Regions from separate parts of the Mus musculus genome. Here region 2 is linked to region 1. Evidence: chromatin contacts called from public promoter capture Hi-C data. All regions are on one chromosome and are shown on one strand. Each heading gives the region's core, a stretch centred on a gene start, on an enhancer-like site or on the middle of the called end of the contact. The rest is flanking DNA. Distances are from core to core; before and after follow the strand shown.

What was found. Promoter capture Hi-C pulls out the DNA fragments that hold promoters and counts their contacts.
Region 2: a contact with region 1 is called in a promoter capture Hi-C map of pre-B cells. The contact joins the promoter of BC052040 here to the promoter of Lin7c in region 1. A contact is called at or near these places in 1 of 39 promoter capture datasets (pre-B cells) and 2 of 484 Hi-C or Micro-C datasets (both in CD4 T cells).

What each region holds. Positions count from the first base shown.
Region 1 is chr2:109,888,146-109,893,006 of GRCm38.p6, reverse strand. It overlaps Lin7c (lin-7 homolog C (C. elegans)), which reads right to left and starts at 2,129. Exons shown (of 5, transcript NM_011699.3): 1 at 2,086-2,129. The coding sequence starts at 2,122.
Region 2 is chr2:115,579,704-115,584,564 of GRCm38.p6, reverse strand. It overlaps BC052040 (cDNA sequence BC052040), which reads right to left and starts at 2,849. Exons shown (of 11, transcript NM_207264.4): 1 at 2,580-2,849. The coding sequence starts at 2,680.

The sequences.
Region 1 (4,861 bases), core at 880-3,379:
CGTTAAAAACCGGACATTTAGCCGGGCGTGGTGGCGCACACCTTTAATCCCGCAACAACAACAACTACAACAACAACAACAACAACAAAATACCAGGCATTTACTTCACAGAATTAGTTAGGACTTTGCATTTGTTTATGAAAAAGTCCAAATAAACTTAGTAGAGAAGCAAAAAGTTGATTCAGTTTTAGATAATAAAAGTTTAAACTGCTATTAATCAGTTAATCAAACAGACCAGCTTTGCTCTGATGTCCCACCACCAGAATGGCTAGTAAATGTTGTTTCAGCAGTTGTTGATTTACAGTCACAATACATTATCCACATTAAAATCCTACATATACAGCTGGGAAAACGGCTCAGTGGCAGAGTGCTCACCTAATATGTACAAGGCTCTCAACTCAATACAACATGGTGGGAAGAAGGAAAAGAGGAGATAGGAGAGGGTAGAGAGAAGGGAGACACTTAGAAATGAGTTAAACACTCTATACCAAATATATGCTCATTAAGTTTGTGCACCAGTGAATTGTGCTTTGATGATTTTGAAGCAAACAGGAACTTGGTCATATGTACTGGTATTTTGCTGTGGAATTGTACTGTGGAACTTTTGAGAATATGCTAGGTCTGTTAGAATTCTTGATCAGAATCGGACTTGACACCAACTGCCTTGCTTATCCTGCTAACTGGCAAAAACCAACTAGGACTTCATTCCTACCAATATTTTGAGCTTTCTACTGTTTAACTGAAAAACTTCCTAACAGCAAAAAGCAGATGTCAGAGGGAAAAGGTCCACATTTTGTGCTTCATTTAAAGATACAAAAGAACGCCATCTTGTTTGAAACTTGCAACTCTTCTGGTTAACACCAACAGATTTGTTCCTGTGTAACAATGTGTTCAAAGCACATTGACACCGTAGTACTTGAGGGGAAAATGACACAGCTGTAAGCCTACCTTATTCTTTCCCAAGCTACCCTGTCACAAACAAGTTCATTTATTTAAAAAGAAACAAAAGGCTCCCATGGTCACTACAATAAAAAGCAAAACGAATCATAATCAGCACAGTGTGTGAGGAAAGAGGTTCTATTACATACACAAATTTTATAAAATGATTTCCTTCTTGGACGATATTGAGATTATAATTGTGAATACTAAATATATGCAATGTCAAACTCCATCCCAGGCGATGTTTGCCAACAGCACTCGAAATGCTTAACTGGTACTTTCTGGTTACTATGACTACCGAATTGTACAAAGCTTGTTCCAGTTGTCTGAAATTTAAGTTGGGGCAGAACAGAGTACAATACTGGAAAGCTGCAACTGGACCCTGGGAGAGTCTTTTCACAGGCTTCTCTTCAATCGGGTTGGTTTTTCTTGGCTGTTTGCTCTAAGAAGCAATCAACCAACCAGGTTTCCAAGTGTAGGGTTTATGAGTATGGAATTGCATGGCACTTAAAAGTGACTTACAATCAAATCACTACTCCACCTAGTTATGTAATCTCCTTCCCAAGATCAAGTCAGTTGGAGGGTTTTTTTTTTGTTTGTTTTTTGTTTTTGTTTTTGTAAGCATCCTCTCCGTGGCTGGAGGGGTGCGAAAGTTAGGAAAGAGCAACTCAAAGCCCGGAGGCTGTGGTCACAGTACTGAAGGAGTCTGAGTTTTAAATGGGGGCGAGGGAGTTTCTGCGGGAATGTGTCTGTGTCGGCCAAGTGGCAGAACCAGGCCAAGAGGCCACACTGATCTGTTCGCGCACACTGACCGTAGACAGTGCCGGGCTGCGTGGTGGCCTCGGCTTTTAGGGTCTATGAAGCTGAAAGCCGATGCTGCGGTGCGGACCCAGGGAGCGCCCGTGCCTACAGCCGTGGGCAGGCCGCTGAGCCGTGCTGTGCCCGCCGCCAGCCTCAACGGCCGGCTCTGGCGAGCTTTCAAACGCCAGCCAGCGCCCCCCGCGAGCAGCGCCCGGCGCCGAGGCCGCCGAGGGCTTCCGGGGCTCAGCGTCCGGGTCACCTTGCCTCCGCTCCGGCCCGCAGGCAGAGCGGTTCGTAGTCTCGACCCGCCCCACCCACCGCGGCCGCGACCCCCGCCGCACTCACCCCTTTCCAGCCGGACAGGTTCGCCCAGCGCCGCCATCTTCTCTTCGGAGGTGCAGACCCACAGGAAGTGACGACAGAGGGGCCGCGGTGGACCAGGCCGAGAAAGCGGAAGGGCGAGGATGGTAGTAACGCGAGAGCTAGAAGGATGCGGGTAACTACGCAGAGCGGTAGCCGGGGACGCTTTGCGACCGACGGGTGGCCTCCTTTCGTGGGTCTGTGCTCGTCCACTTCCAACAACCTGAGGTTGAAAAGAACCGATGTCCCGAGTGTCCCCTGCCTCGGGGAAGTCAGGACCTTAGTTCCGGCCCTTACCCGACCGACGGCAGCCTCTGACCGTCTAGGCTGGTTTCCCCATGTCCGAGTCCTCTTATAAATTCTTAATATCCTAGCTTGATCTAATTTAAAAAATTTACAATTCGAATTTTATCTAAAACTCTCTTTGAGCAGAAAGGTGGGAAAAAAAACAACCGGGAGAGAACGCTTTGGTATACACGAAGTATTGTTTTTAGTTAGCCGATTCAAAATCTGCTTGTGAATGAAGGATGAAGCATAGATTTTGTTTTATGGGTACATTTTGTAATTTGTAAGAATTTTTATATTAATGGGTGTTTTGCCCTTATGTATATCTGCACCATTTACAAACCTGAGGCCACAAGAGGGCATCTATTCCCCTGGAACTGGAGTTACAGATGGTTGAGACCTGCCCTGTGGGTGTTGGGAATCTAACCCCAGGACCCCTGGAAAAGGAGCCAGTACTCCTAACAGCACTGTCTGTCATCTCCAGATCCTCATAGGGCCACTCTTGAAGACTTGGTGGACCCAAATATTTTTAGTCACTAATTTCAATGAAATAATTTTTGTGAAACTTGGATTTGGGTAGCAAAGATCATAGTCCAGTGTTAAGTTTGTAACACCTGCACGACAGGATTGTTTTAATAGCTGGTTGCAGGTGACCCATTCTTTCCGTTGAACTGCAGTTTTCTACATGTTGTTATTAGGTAGTTGAATCCCACCACTGGGCAGTAGCCTTCAAGCTTCCTCATGCTCCATACAAATGACACAGGTTTTCTTGGCTGACAGGAGCTATTCTTATGAGCTGGGGTTACACATTACTTACTTTTCCAGAGACTCGAATCTGCAGACTTGTACAAGCTACACAAATCTGAGCTTTATCTCTATCTTCTGCTCCTTTGGAGTAGTCTTTTTCCATGTCTTTGATGATAAACACACAAAAAATCCCAGAATTCCAGGCTTACGCAGAAGACCATAAAAGTTTCCAGAGAATAAAAGGTCACCTTCTAAGGACTAGAAATTGAAACAGGATGCACTTTCTTTCCTTAACACAGCTGGAAGGACTCTGCAAGCTATAAAACTGTTACAGAAAATTGAATAATTCTCAAACTAGAATTCCCTCCTTGTTTTCTAGAGCTTCCATAGTGAAGTATAACAAGCGGAATGTTTTAAAACCACAGATAATTGCCTCACAAATCTGAGAGCTACAAGTCAGGAATAAAGGTACTATGTTCATTTCTAATCTACAGGAACCCTTCCTTGTCTCTGCCTGGCTTTCTAGCAGTTTTCTGGAAGTCTCTGGTGTTCCTGACTTGTGCTACTCAGCATCTTAGTTAGGGTTTTACTGCTGTAAACAGACACCGTGACCAAGGCAAGTCTTACAAAGACAACATTTAATTGGGGCTGGCTTACAGGTTCAGAGGTTCAGTCCATTATCATCAAGGCAAGAGCATGGCAGCATCCAGGCTGGTATGGTGCAGGAGGAGCTGAGAGTTCAACATCTTCATCTGAAGGCTGCAAGTGGAAGACTGACTTCCAGGCACTTAGGAAGTTGCTGTGATAGCCCACACCCACAAGTGACACACCTACTCCAACAAGGCCTCACCTGCCTCAACTGAGCCATACCTTCTAATAGTGCCACTTCCTGGGCAGAACATATGCCAACCATCACACTCAGTCTTTGTTTTCATACTCACATGGCAGTCTCACTATTATTTTCGTCTGAGCATTTTCTTAGAAGGAGACCAGTCCTATTAGACCAGGGGAGGAGACCAGGGGCCTACTCTAATCCAGTATGACCTCAGCCTAAGCTACATAAACAGTGTGCTACTACCACTGACTTATGATTCTCAGGTATGTGTGGTTTTTTTAAAGGGAAGGAGCCAACTTATTAAGCTGATAAAATTATCAGGAGAGAAGTCATACTGAAAGACGTTTTAGGGGGCATGGGTATAGCTCAGTGGTTGAGTATTTGTCTAGCATGTCTGATATCCTGGGTTAACCCCCAGCCCCACAGTTTCATACTAAACATATAAATTCTTCTAAAAAATTACTTTCCATACATACTTTCTCAAAAGCAACTAGGAAACATGCTCCATCAGAATTAGGAAGTTATATTGCCGATGTAGCTTAGTGACAGAGCAGTTGTCTCAGCACTCAGAAAACAGAACCAATTAAGACGACCCTAGAATACTTGTTTCATTATTGTCTCTAGAGAAACATAACTAACAGAATGTGTACACTCACATGTGTGTACAATCATGGAACACAGACTTACTGTAAAGATTGCTTCAAGTGATCATGAAAGATAAGATATATCATGATCTGTGGCCTGCAAGATGGAAGCATGAGAAAGAAGACAGTAGTAGTCTCAGTACAAAGCCACAGGTAAAAAACAAACTAACAAACAAAGAAAAAAACAAAAACAACAACAAAAAAACAGAAGTTAATGCGGGTAGCCCTACTTTGTGTTTGGTGATCCCAT
Region 2 (4,861 bases), core at 1,600-4,099, 5.7 Mb before region 1:
TCATGCATGCATGTACATTTGGTGGCACATCTGATATCTTCTCCTATGGCTCTCCATATTTTTCAAGACATGGCCTCTCCATGACCTACCTAGTCACTGCCAGGGCTTCCATTGCAACCCTCCTCCTTACAAGGAGGTCGATCGGGGGTGTCACAGCAATGGCCCGTGTTAGTTTGCTTTCTATTGCTACAATAAAACACTGGGACCAAAGAGACAACTAGGGGTGGAAAGGGTTTATCTCAGCTTACAGTTGCAGATCATCACAAAGGAACGTTAGAGCAGCAACCTACAAACAGAACTGAAGCAGAGACCATGGAGGGACAATGCTTACTGGCTTGCTCTCCATGGTTTGCTCAATCTGTTTTCTTACACATTGCAAGACCACCAAGGGGTGGCTGGACCCTCTCATATCAATCACCAATCAAGGAAAGATACCCCATGAAGAGAGACAGGAGAGAGGCTCAGAAGGCCAGGAGAGTCAATAGAAATCTGCAGCTGCCCCAGGGGTAAGGATGGATGTGGGTGTGGGTGGAGGTGGAGAATCTCTAGGAAGTCCAAGAGACATGGAATGGGGGAGGCTCCCAGAAGACAAAGCATGTGACCTTGACCAAAATGCTAAACAGAGGAGACAAGGAACCTGAAGAGGTTCCCTCCTACAGGATCCAAATTCAGGCCCCTCATGCTTGCATAGCAAGCACTTTCCTCAGTGAGCCATTTTTCCAGTCCCTCCTCTTATCCTTTTATCAGCAATATATGACAACTAGTTAAATATAAAAATAGATGCAGCTTCTTGTAGTTAAGGCAGATCTTAAAGAGATTTGCAAAAGTATACAGCCGTATCTCAACCATTTTTGGAATTATGACTATTATAGATAAAATGTCAACAAGCAATATACTTACTATTATTCAAAACAAATTTAGTAGTATTTTATTTAATTTCTCAGCTTTAATTTAAATTTTAGAAAACACTCTAGGATATAACTATACATATAACTATACATACGAACACACACACACACACACACACACACACACACACACATATATATATATATATATATATATATATATATATATATTTTAATGGTGGGGCTGGTAAAATAGTTTCGTAGATCAAATCACTTGCCAAAAAGCCTAACTACATGAGTTCCACTGCCAGACCCATTTGATGGAAGGAAAGAAACAACTCCAAATTTTCTTCTGACCTCCACACATACCTTGACACATATGGATCCAAATACATACATATGTTCTTTTGAAAATAGTAATATGTGTCCATAATGATAGCAATGTATCAAAAAAGCTCCAAAACTCCCTAGCAATGTATACACATATAAAACATTCCATATACTATATAACATACATGTGATAATATACCTACATCTTATACCTTTTCCCCCTGGATGGTCAGTCACCACTCATTTTAGAAAGGATGCAAAAAAAACTAGTGATAATAATTAAATTCCAACTTGTCAACTCTGCTCTTGAACAGGAACTATGATAAATCCCCTAGCTACAAAGTCCTTAAGTATGGACAATATTGGAAGGAGAGCCTTTCTCTTTAGAGTCTAGGAAAATTAGTCTACCAAATATGAGGTCATGAAAGATATGCTTCAATTTGTATTGATACCTACTATCCAATAACTTGTCTTTCTCAATGAAATCTCTCTGGTGATGCATGGTCAAAGGCTATGTGTTATTGATAGGAAAGCTCTCCATTAGGAGTAACTATGCTCAATGTCATAATATGTTTTGAATAAAAAAATATACAAAATGTTCTGTATTATTTAACATATTAATTATGATGACCTAGTTGTTTTGAACAGGTATTCAAGTAATGAGTGGGTCTCAGTTTTTACATCTTATAAATGGAAAAAAATCTATGTTATATAATCTCTAAGAAACCTTTCCTAGCAGGTGGGAAAATCCTAAAATCCCACAACAAAGTGAAAAGTATGAAACCCATGGGGAATACGTATGCACACAATGAGAAACCTTCAGACCTTGAGATCCAAATGACCAGACTCAAGAGTGTGACCCCCTAATGTTCTCAACTCTATAAAGAATCTTTTCATTGCACAGCCAACAAGACAAGGCCCCCTTTGGGCCTGGGCCCTCTTGCTACCAGTGGCAATCCGAAAGGGTCCTGTTCACTCTAGATCTACCATCTCTAGGTGTCTGTGTCAAGTTGGCAGCACCCCAGTGCGATGAACCGCCAATTCACGTTTTTTTACGTTGCAAAGATCCCATTACCAATTATTTACTGCTAGTATCTGTGGATTAACCACTGGTCATCTATGAAGCACCTACTTAATATGTGTACACTCTCATACCCGCAATATGTATCAAGTAAAGATCTGCTGAGTTGGATTCAACTCCCAAGGCCTGGAGTGACTTCAGGAGCCTCAGCCATTAAATGTTTTGTATGGTAGGCAGGTGGAGGGAAGAGAGCATTCTCATGATCTTCGACCTAACTCTGTTCCTCCCATTTGTGTGTGACACGTGGCTTCTATGACTGCCAGGGTGGCGGGAACTGGGGTGCAGGTAAAATGCTGTGAGAATTGGAGATGGGGACTTACCTGGGGAACCTCTGCTTCAGCTTCCTCAGGCTCTGCCTAGTGGGCGGTACAGACACTAGGCACTGGGCTATCTCCTCGTACTGGGCTTTGGTTAGTATCATATTGGGCCCAAGGAAAAATCACCCTTGGGCTCGTGCGGGCTTGGTGCCTAGAACCTAGGGAAGGGCAGAGCGCGGTACGACCCTGGGCCCTCCACTTATTTAGCTATCCCTTATGCCCCCAAAGCACACCCCCCTAGCTGCACCGCGGGGCGGAGACACGCAGCGTCCCAGGCTTCACCTCCGCGGGAGAGGCGGGCTGTAGAACTATTTGCGCCAGCAGAGTGTACTGAGCAGCCGCAGTAAGCCGGGCCGAAGGCAACTAGCCGCCATCTTGGGTAAGGGCAAAGCAACCAGGAAGTGGCGGCTGCGTACCGAATTCTTTTTGCGTCTTTAGGGGCAGGTGTCCCCAGCAACACCTCCCTGAGATCGGAACCCAGACGCTCATTGAAGACACTCTGCCAGCTGCGAGAAACACAGACGGCCCGTTTCGGGTCACAGGGATGCTTTTCCAGCCTGGAGTTGGAAACCCGGAAGTGCTCTGGTGGAGCGCGGGATTTGAATGTGTTTTTTTCCGACACGCCCAGTTCTGCCGCTCTGAGCAGATGGCCTGCAAAGGAGCAAGGTGAGCGGAAGCTAAGCAGCGAACAGGATCTCTGCAAACCAGCGGTTTCGCCTGTGCTGGGAAAGTTCTTCAGCCTCTCCCGTGGAAGGCAATGCTGGTTTTGTTGAGAACTTAAATTCTGCATTAAATTCTCTGGTGGAAAGCAATGCTGGTTTTGTTGAGAACTTAAATTCTGCATCTTAAAACAACTGGCAGTAGAATGTCAATTCCACTCTCGCATACATAAAGAAGTAAATTCCTGGCCCCCACAATAGTGAGTGCCCAATAATGTGTAGAAATACGAACTTCTGAGTTAATATATTAGAGCATCTATATATTTGGTTTGGTTTGGTTTGGTTTTTTGAAACCTTTGTTTCTAAGGTGGGCGTATGATATGTGTTCTCTCCCATTTTGAGCAAAAGGAAGAAAATCTGCTTAGGTTTTAGCACGTTTAAACGGTTTACTGCTTTCATTTGGTGTAAAGTGTAAGTTGGAAGGTTGGCCTAGATAAGACCCCATTGGTAAATTCTTTAGTTCATCAAAGCCTCAATTACTTTACCTATAAAAATTTGTAATTCATGAGGCAGGTTTTAAGACTAAATAAGGTAGTATAGAGCCAAGTTATGGAGTCACCGTAGTTGTCAGTCAACAGATGAAAGAATAAACAAAATGTGGTTTAGAAACACAGTTTTAAAGATTAAAATAATGACTACATCTGGAAAAAGGACTCAAACCAATATCTTTTGCTTCCTCTCCCTTGTGGCTCTTCAGTTTTACATAGATCACAAGTACACACACATTTACATACATACACATATGTACAAGAAAGAACGCAGAGAAATACTGAGAAAGCAATAAGACTGGGGGAGTGTGTGGACATAAAAATGAAAGAATTTATATTTGTGAAATCAGCACTATGTCCAATGACCATCTGTCAATAAAAACAATAAGATAGTACAAGAGACATTTATTTAGCATAGCATTCAACAGACATTATTTACGTAACTTAGGTTATAAAGACTAAGTTCCTTAAGTAAACTAGGTAGGATGTTTACTAGATAGTGTTTTGTTGGTATTCTTGTAAGGACTCCCTTAATCCCAGTAACTTCCCCTGGCGCAGGTTCTATCCCCATTATTGCTCCGTCCTTCCTTTGTTCAGAGTGAACAAAGGCATAAAAGGTCAAGGAACTTCCCGGAGGTCATGAGAACAAGTCAATAGCCAGAGTGGGATTTAAGTGAAAATTGGTACGCTGTGTTGCTGCCTCTCAACAATGCGTAATCACTTCATCTCCTAGTCACTCTCCTAAACCCAAAGGGTCCATTTTTCTGTTTTTTTTTTTTTAAAGTAAATACTCTAATTAAAAAAAAAAAAATCACATACAAGGGGCTCTTTTTCCCCCTCTAGTTTTCACTATATTTTCTTGACAGTTTCCAAAGTTCAGGACCAACAGCGGTCCCTGAATTGAGCAAGCGCTGCGAGTTTCTAGATCTTTACCTCAGAAAGTTTCCTTCCCATATGCTTTACATCTAGATCTGGTTGTGTGACATTAGCGCATAACCGTTATTTATGGCAGCGGAGCCTGGAGTTGCCACCTGGTTAGTTTGTTGCTGACCCTGCCGTGACTTGTGCAGGAAAGCTG